Linked DNA regions of Lactuca sativa: region 1 is linked to region 2. The links are chromatin contacts, called in public Hi-C maps. All regions are on one chromosome and are shown on one strand. The core of a region is the stretch at or near the end of the contact, and the rest is flanking DNA. Distances in the headings are between cores, read along the strand shown. Region 1 holds the start of LOC111919899 (ethanolamine-phosphate cytidylyltransferase). Region 2 holds the start of LOC111880551.

Evidence for each region. Hi-C and Micro-C count contacts between places; a contact is called where the count stands out from the background.
Region 1: a Hi-C map of leaf shows a contact between it and region 2, with 5 times the contacts expected there. The contact joins the promoter of LOC111919899 here to the promoter of LOC111880551 in region 2. A contact is called at or near these places in 2 of 4 Hi-C or Micro-C datasets (leaf and seed).

What each region holds. Positions count from the first base shown.
Region 1 is chr5:200,299,333-200,303,251 of Lsat_Salinas_v11, reverse strand. LOC111919899 (ethanolamine-phosphate cytidylyltransferase) reads right to left here and starts at 1,649. Exons shown (of 10, transcript XM_023915453.3): 1 at 1,402-1,649; 2 at 262-689; 3 at 1-174. The coding sequence starts at 617.
Region 2 is chr5:200,063,966-200,068,300 of Lsat_Salinas_v11, reverse strand. It overlaps LOC111880551, which reads left to right and starts at 2,462. Exons shown (of 2, transcript XM_023876973.3): 1 at 2,462-3,767. The coding sequence starts at 2,692.

The sequences.
Region 1 (3,919 bases), core at 400-2,899, 240 kb before region 2:
TTTGCTAAAGCATATGCATCACTTCCATCAGGAAGCAAACAAGGATCATCTCCATGTATGATATAATCAATCTTATGCTCCTTAAAAAGACTATTCATAAAGTCTTCAGTAATAGCATAAGGTGCATTAGCAATAACCTCATCAACCCACTTCAATCCGCTAACAAGTGCCAACCTTTAAGAGATTAAACACCATATCATGTGAAACATAAGATTTGTATGTGTTGATGAGAGAGCAAAAGATATAAAGCATTAAGCATACCTCTCTTCCATGGATAAAACAGGAGGACCTTTGTTTTTGATGATTTCTTCATCACTTACAACTCCAACCACCAATTCATCTCCTAAAGCTTTGGCTTGTCTTAAAGCATTTGCATGACCATAATGCATAAGATCAAAACACCCATCCATGTAAACACGGATACGTTTCTTTCCGGATTTTTGCTTCTGGAGATTTCCTAAATAAGGTAACATGTATGGAATAGTAGGGAAACAAGCTATACCACTTAGATAACTTGTGGAAAGACCAAGCAATGCAGCTGTTAACATTATGCCACCAAATAGATGTGGGTGGTAGTATAGCCCATCCCAGATGGAGTAGTTTGCCTGGTATTCCATTGTTGATCCAAAGCTTTGGTTCCCAAGGGGGCTCTACAGCCCTCTTTGATGATGTAGAAGAAGACACAAACCCTGCAAAACAAATGAGGAACCCAGTTTTTGAGAAGAATATGGAAGAAACTACTGAATTTGTCATATTCATCACAGAGATTTTGTTTTCAACCATGGGTGGTGTTTGATAGAAGAAGAAGAAGTGTTAGAGCAAATGAGAGGTGCTTGGATGTGCGTCTAAAATGATTATTGCATGTTAAAGCTTGTTTGGCAATTGGAATAGATTAAGATTTTGATTTTCTGATTAATTAGGTCAAAATAAACTCTAATCTAAAAAACGTAACCATTCACGAATTGATATAAAACAAATGAATTACCAATCCTTCATATATACCCAAATTAACATCGGTTTTTAACCGAATTGAAGTAGAAATCCTCATTCCATGATGAAACGAAATTGAACGAAATTATCAGAACAAGATAACTGCGCCAAATCAAACAAGATCAACATGCGAAATGTGATGTTTTTCTGTCCAATTTTTATATGATGAGAAAAGACCTAATTTACAGTGATCGCAAGCTTAAGGGCTAAAACACAGAGCATAGCGAACCAAGTTATGATGCAAAAAACACAAAAACAGATCAGGAAACGATACCGAATTATAATCTGGCATATTAAATGCAAAACAGGAATGAGATTCGAATTACGTTTGATTACCAAATCTGCGTATGATCTGGTTAAAATTAAGAGAAAGATAGAGAAAGGAGGTTGGAATCTGAAGACAATTATTACCTTTTTGTGTTGGAATTCGTGCCTCCTCGTCTGTGTTTGTCCGTATGTTTCTGCTAGTTGCAGAAGTGGTGGAATTTGGAGTGTTTCTTTTCTTGCGTTGGTTGTATACTTGTATTGAAAATTTTATATCGTAAACAAGAAGAAGAAGAAGAAGAAGAAAAGAAAATGAGGAGCTGGTGATGCAAGCAAATAATCAAAAAAAATATCACATGGGGCAGCGAGAAGAGACACGAGGGTTGTTTTGCTGGCCTCGCAGTCCACTTGACCCAATATTACCAATAATATTATAATACAAAGTTGAAGCTTTTCTCCTTCCGTTATTTTTTTAAGGGTCACGAAACACGGTTTAGAAATTTTTTTGAAGGAAAAGATTTTTGGACTGGTTATGTGCACCAACTAATCTCATGGTAAACATAAGGAATTAGGGATGTCAAAAAGTTCTGTAGGATACTGTTCCCATGGGGCTCGTCTAGTTTGGAGGAAAAAAAATTAAAATCGGGACCGGAGGCAAGGTTAATCCTCGTTTTAATTTCGGGAATGGAGGCGGGGTAGGCAGTCTCATCACAAACCCTCATGGGGACCCCGTTAATAAATTATACATATATATTTACATATGTCAATTATATAAATATAATAAATAACATGATTTTGAGCTTTCAAAATTCATCAAAAAAAAACATATTTTTAAGTTGTTAGTATAATATTTTTAAGATGTCATAACTTTTTTATTTTTAACATGTAAAATTTTGCTATAAATAATTATTTATTACCTTAAAAATAGTTTCTTTTAGCATAAATAACAACTTCTTTTAGCCCAAAAAAAGACAACCGAAAATCAATCGTGGGCGGGGGTAATAAAGGGGATTTGGGGGCGGGGGTAATAAAGGGGATTCGGGGGCGGTGGCGGGGGATGCACTCCTCGTCCCGTTTGCCCCCGTTGACATCCCTACATAAGGCTATGCCTCGTGTCTTAGAGTCATTGCAGACGAACATTTATGGTTACAGGACTGAATAATGTCGGATTTAAACATGAGTCAATGGATTACCCATAACATCTTATATATGTCTTACTAAGTCACCACAATCCAAGTGGTCGTTTCGGCTTGTAATTTTGTTAAACCGTATTATATAGTGTTGTTTGTGCTTTTTAACTAATAAATTGTGGTTTAAACTTTAAATCATAGCACAACGAATACTAAAGACAATATACATTCATTATTCCCTAGCCATTACATGCTAAGCGGAGAATTAATTCCAAAACAAAACGGACAAATAAAGGCAAATAAATATCGTTGGACAGATTGATTATCTCTGAGTATTTTGATCATATATTAGTCCTTGACTCCTTGTAGCTCCGATTATGGATATTCAAAATGTTCTGGAAAAAAAGAGACAAGTATCTACAACTTTCATGTTTTTTATTTTTAAATTTTTAATTGTTATATCGGTCGTAATAAGCATGGAAGTTAGAAGTATTAGGTTGATAGACGAAAATCTAAATTTAATGAAGACATTTTCATCATTGTATAGCGTTGCGTAAATTATTTATCTAAATAAGTTTGGGTTCTAAAGTTAAAAATGTTTTATGTCATAAGGAACAAAAAACCACATTGCACCGCACTGCATAACGCGATTAAGAACCTTCGCGGTGAGATTTATGGTTTGGAAAATCTTAAAACCACATTATACAATGTAGTTTACGGGATTGTGTCGGGTGTTTTAGAGAGCCTATTGGGAAAGTCGGAAAAATGAAGAGGAGGGCATATGTCTAGTTATGTGGAACACATGCATTAAGGGTAGATACATTGGACCAGGCTGAAAACCACTAGCGATCATCCCACGCTCTTATGATTCACAATCTGACGCGCCAAAAAAATCATGCACAAACATCATGCCCAAACATTAAGCAATGACCTTTTTGTAAGATAAAAACTTCAACATACATATTACAGAAAAAGTCTTATTAGCTCATAAACTTGGGATGTTTTATTTCTACGGATCAAGGATACTTATAAAGACATTGCAAATCACCATGCGGCAAACTACATATTGTATTTTTGCATTATTAACCTGACTACTTACTAAACAAATGCACAATCAGTAGACAAACTCTACTACTAATATATATTACACATCTACTCATATTATGACACAACTACTTGCATTATTACATTATTATACATCTTTAATGACAAGTTTCACAAATGATTTGACACATGATTGATGTGATGACTCCTTGTTCGTCCCTCCCTCTAGAAGGAGCTGATGGGTTTTAGCCATAAGAACATCCTATGTGCTCATGCAAACCCTAATGCTTGGATCTAGGTTTCTCTATTGTACATGCAATCATTCAAGACTTTAAACCCTAGATCTAGCATATGATAATCGATAATATATATGAATTAGGGTTTAGATCATGCCTTGATTGTTATGTAGCAACAACAATCTCAAATCCTCCTTGTAATGGCTTAAGAAAGCTTAGAGTTACAAGTGTCACTCCTCTAATGGCTCACAAACA
Region 2 (4,335 bases), core at 1,213-3,712:
AATGCGTTTAGCAGCGATATGTTGTTGCTATTGCTGTCGTCGTTATTGTCTCGTCCCTATTTCTCAAAAATCTACGCTATTGATGGCGTTGTTATTGTTGCCGTCCCTGTTGGTGTCATCGTTATTTCCAATTAATTTCTTTCTACAAGATATTATGATCATCTTGTTCATCTCATTGGACTTCATCTTGTTCTGCATTTGTTTTCTAAAAAATCATAAAACAAGGAGCAAACAAAAAATAGCATATGAAAATTAGAGAAAAAATATTATTCACATCAAGATAACAAAGCATTCATCCATTTTTTATATTTAAAATAATTTAGAAAAACATTAAATTCAAGATTACGAAGCAAAATCTATTTATTCATATACCTCTCTCTCTCTCTCTCTCTCTCTCTCTCTCTCTATCATCTAAAATTCTAGTGGATGCGACAATACCTGAAGGTGGTTAGTGGCGGAGATCGTTTTTTTATGTTGTAGTCTCAGTGACGGAGCTTGAAGTTATGATTTGGGGGGGTCCGAAAATAGAATACGTATAAAAATTGAAAAACAGGGGGGCTAAAGTCAGATTTTATAGTTTTGGGCATAATATGTAAACTTTTCAATACTTATGGACTATATATAAAAAAATTTAGGGGGGGGGGGGGGGGGGGGGGGGCACAGCCCCCCGGCCCTATATATGCTCCGTCCATGGCTGTAGATGTTGTTTGACAATGGCTAATGACAAAGAACATTGAAAGGTGGTGTGGTTGTGAGTTTTCTGTCAGGGATTAATGGTGTAAAACATAGGAAGATGGTGTGGTGGTGTAAGAATAAGGTGGTTTTTGGTGGTGGTTGATGGTAGCCAAGGTGGTGGACATGGTTGTAGTTATGTTTTTAGAGTGAATATTAAGGGAATATATGAGAGAGAGAGAGAGAGAGAGAGAGAGAGAGAGAGAGAGAGAGAGAGAGAGAGAGAGAGAGAGAGAGAGAGAGAGAGAGAGAGAGAGAGAGAGGAATGTTGAATGTGGTGGTTGATGGAATCCAAGGTTGGATTATAGTGAATGAGAACATATGGTTGACCCATGGATTGTATACATGATGTAGGGCTTGAATTATATATGAAGAGAGCACACATATCATGAGCAATAGTGTAACACTATTAGCAACGACAAGTGGCAGCATTAGTGACGATATATTGCGGTTTCTTAACGGTGACTAGGGCATTAGCGGTGACATTGTTGAATGTCGTTGCTATTGCTAATGCTCTTGTACCCTATTATTGTCCAAATTTCTTGTATTGTTACCGTTGCATATTGTCTATTAAAAAAAATCACTTTTGTTGAATAGATTACGAATATTTTATATAAAAAGCACTGTATTGCATAAATTGCGAAAAGGACGAAACAATGCTTCATAAATGCAAATTTAACTTTTTTGTTAATTTTCAAATCTATATATGTATAAAGAAAGAAAGTTTACACATACATGCATATTATCCTTGTACACATTAAAAACACATACACAAACGCTCTCACATTATATGTTATGTATAAAAAAAGAAAGTTTACTGCAAGAATCAAGATTCCAATTAGTTTGAGTTGCATTCGTTTTCAATGCAATATTTGATTAGAAAAATTCAAGATTGCATTTCTATTTTAACCCATTGATTTTTATTAATATTAAGTCTTGAAATGGATACTGATAGTGTTAGCGAAGCAAATATTTCCATCATAACAAGTACACAAAACTGTCATGCCAGTTGCTTTTTTGCCTTTATATGACGTATCTTTTCAGCATATTTACTATTTTAGGCAAACTGTTTTTTATTGTTCGCTCTTTTTTTAGCATGGATGAGAGAACGCAAATTCTAACGAATCCTATACCATGAGGGCTTGTGTAGTTGTGCATATTTTAATATTAGTGATGACGATTAAAATCTATATCCACCCTTATAATTCATCGAAGTCAGACATTGATAAAAAGAAGAAATTCTGGTCTTTATTTATACAATTCTTTGACCAAAATTTTATTCAAATTCTTGGGTTTACTGTTGTTCTTCTAGTTTCTTCTTTGTTTGGAAGAGATAGGATTTAACTATGTACATGTGTTGAATGATGAAAGAGTGAAAGCTCTTGTTGCACCTTCATGGTAGTACTGTAAATACTATTTGAAAGGAAGGGCATATTTTATTTTATTTTAAAAGACAAAAACGTAAGAACCTAGTTGTTTGCCAAAATAGGAAAAAATCCAAAATATTTAGTGTTGTTTTTTCAAAAAATAAAAAATGGAAAGGATGACCTTACTAGTTTCTACACAAGACTATTATTTTTGCAACCATAGCCCATAATGTTCAAAAAAACATTGTGACATGTAAATCAAATTCACTCAACTCACAACCCTATATGATCATAATCTAATAAGTCCAATCTATTTTCCACACTTGAATCTATTTTCAATATTGGAATTGAAACTTTCACACTGCACATGCTTTTCTAAAAAAATTGCAGAAAATTTGCGGAAAACAGAATTAAAAAATAAAAAGAAAAAGAAAAATGAAAAAAATAGACTGATGGGCAGCTATTTATAACATTCAAGAGACCTGGTGACCTCTGTAAGTGTAAGTATTACTTTTGCTTACACAAAAGGAAACCAAAATTTTCCCAATCTCTTCTGTAAGGACGAAAAGGGTATAGAAGGGGGAGGAAAAGAATGAAGGGTAGATCGTCTTCAAAGCAAGGGAGGATTAACAGAGTAGGGGTATCAATGGAAAAAGACAAAGTTGATAAGGTTAAAGAGGAGCCTCATCTCTCTGGTGCTTACATACGTAGCCTAGTCAAACACTTGACCTCTACAAGGCCCAAAGATCCCTTCGATGGCGGAATCGTAAATATGAATGGCGAATCCTTCGGTGATCATCTCAATATGAAACAAGAATCACCACCACCACAACCACCACCTCCACCACCACAAATCAAGAAACAAGTTAGGAGGAGGCAACACACCACAAGACCTTATCAAGAACGCCTTCTAAATATGGCTGAAGCCAGGAGAGAAATTGTCACTGCCCTTAAGTTTCATAGAGCTTCCATGAAACAACAAGAAGCCGCCACCGCCACCACCACCGCCACCGCCACCGCCACTGCCACTACCGTCGCCGCCTCCGTTCCTCATTACTGGGCTATACCTACAATTGCTCCTCCTCCTCTGCCGCCACTATATCAAGAAAATCTAAATTTCCCACTTCCTAATCAAACATTAGGATTAAATCTCAATTTTCAAGATTTTAAAAACTTAGACGCAAACCTTTACCAGCATCCATTATCAATATATCCCTCTTCATCGTCATTATCATCATCATCATCATCATCATCATCATCTTCTTCTTCTTCTTCTTCTTCTTCATCTTCATCTTCATCTACTTCCTCATCTGCCGCCATTTCCGCCGGTGAAACAGCAGCTGGCATGCCGGAGGAGGTGGTAGCTGGCGGCCTACATCATGCCATGGATGATGAGGAACTCGAGGAGATTAAGTCGTTAGGAGAGCAACACCAAATGGAATGGAATGATACTGTGAATTTGATGATGTCAGCACGATGGTTCAAGTTCTTGAAAACCATGGAAATTGGACAAGAGGAAACAAAAGTTGATACCCAAAAAGATGATTTTCATGGGTTTAATCCGTTTGATCAAATTATCGAATTCCCACCGTGGTTGATAAATGCAAATGAGCAACACTTCCATGATCATTTTTCTGATGATTACTTGCAAGATCCTGCTTTATCTTGGTAAGATTCTAATTCTTTATTATTATTATTATTATTTCTGAAAGATTATATAAAGATTCAATCTTTATGAAGCTGGAGATGTTTTCTGTTCCTAGGAATTCTTTTTTTATTTAAATTAGTTATTTATTACATTGTTTTTAATGTTCATTTTGTTGGGTTCTTGGTCATATTAAGTAGTAATAAGGGGCTTCTGCAGTCATCTCTGAATAGTGGCAGGGTGAGACTTTTAAATTATGGCAGTGGAGGCCACAAAAGGTCCCCACCACCATGTTTCTTACCAGTCTGCCTTCTGAGTCACTTTTATAAATCTCATTTTCAAATTCTGTAAAATCTTCCATGACTTTTTATTTAATTTGCTCCTTGACTTATAATTTATTTTGCAATCTTCTTGTTGCATACGCCAAATGTTAAAACTTACAGTGTCTGATCCATCCTTACCCTACCCTACCCTACTCTATCCTACCCTACCCTATCTCAGCGATCAAACGAACCGAGCCAAGCCTGAGCCTGAACCAGGCTCGGGCTTGGCTCGTTAAGAATTATATAGACTCGTGCTCAGCTCGTATAC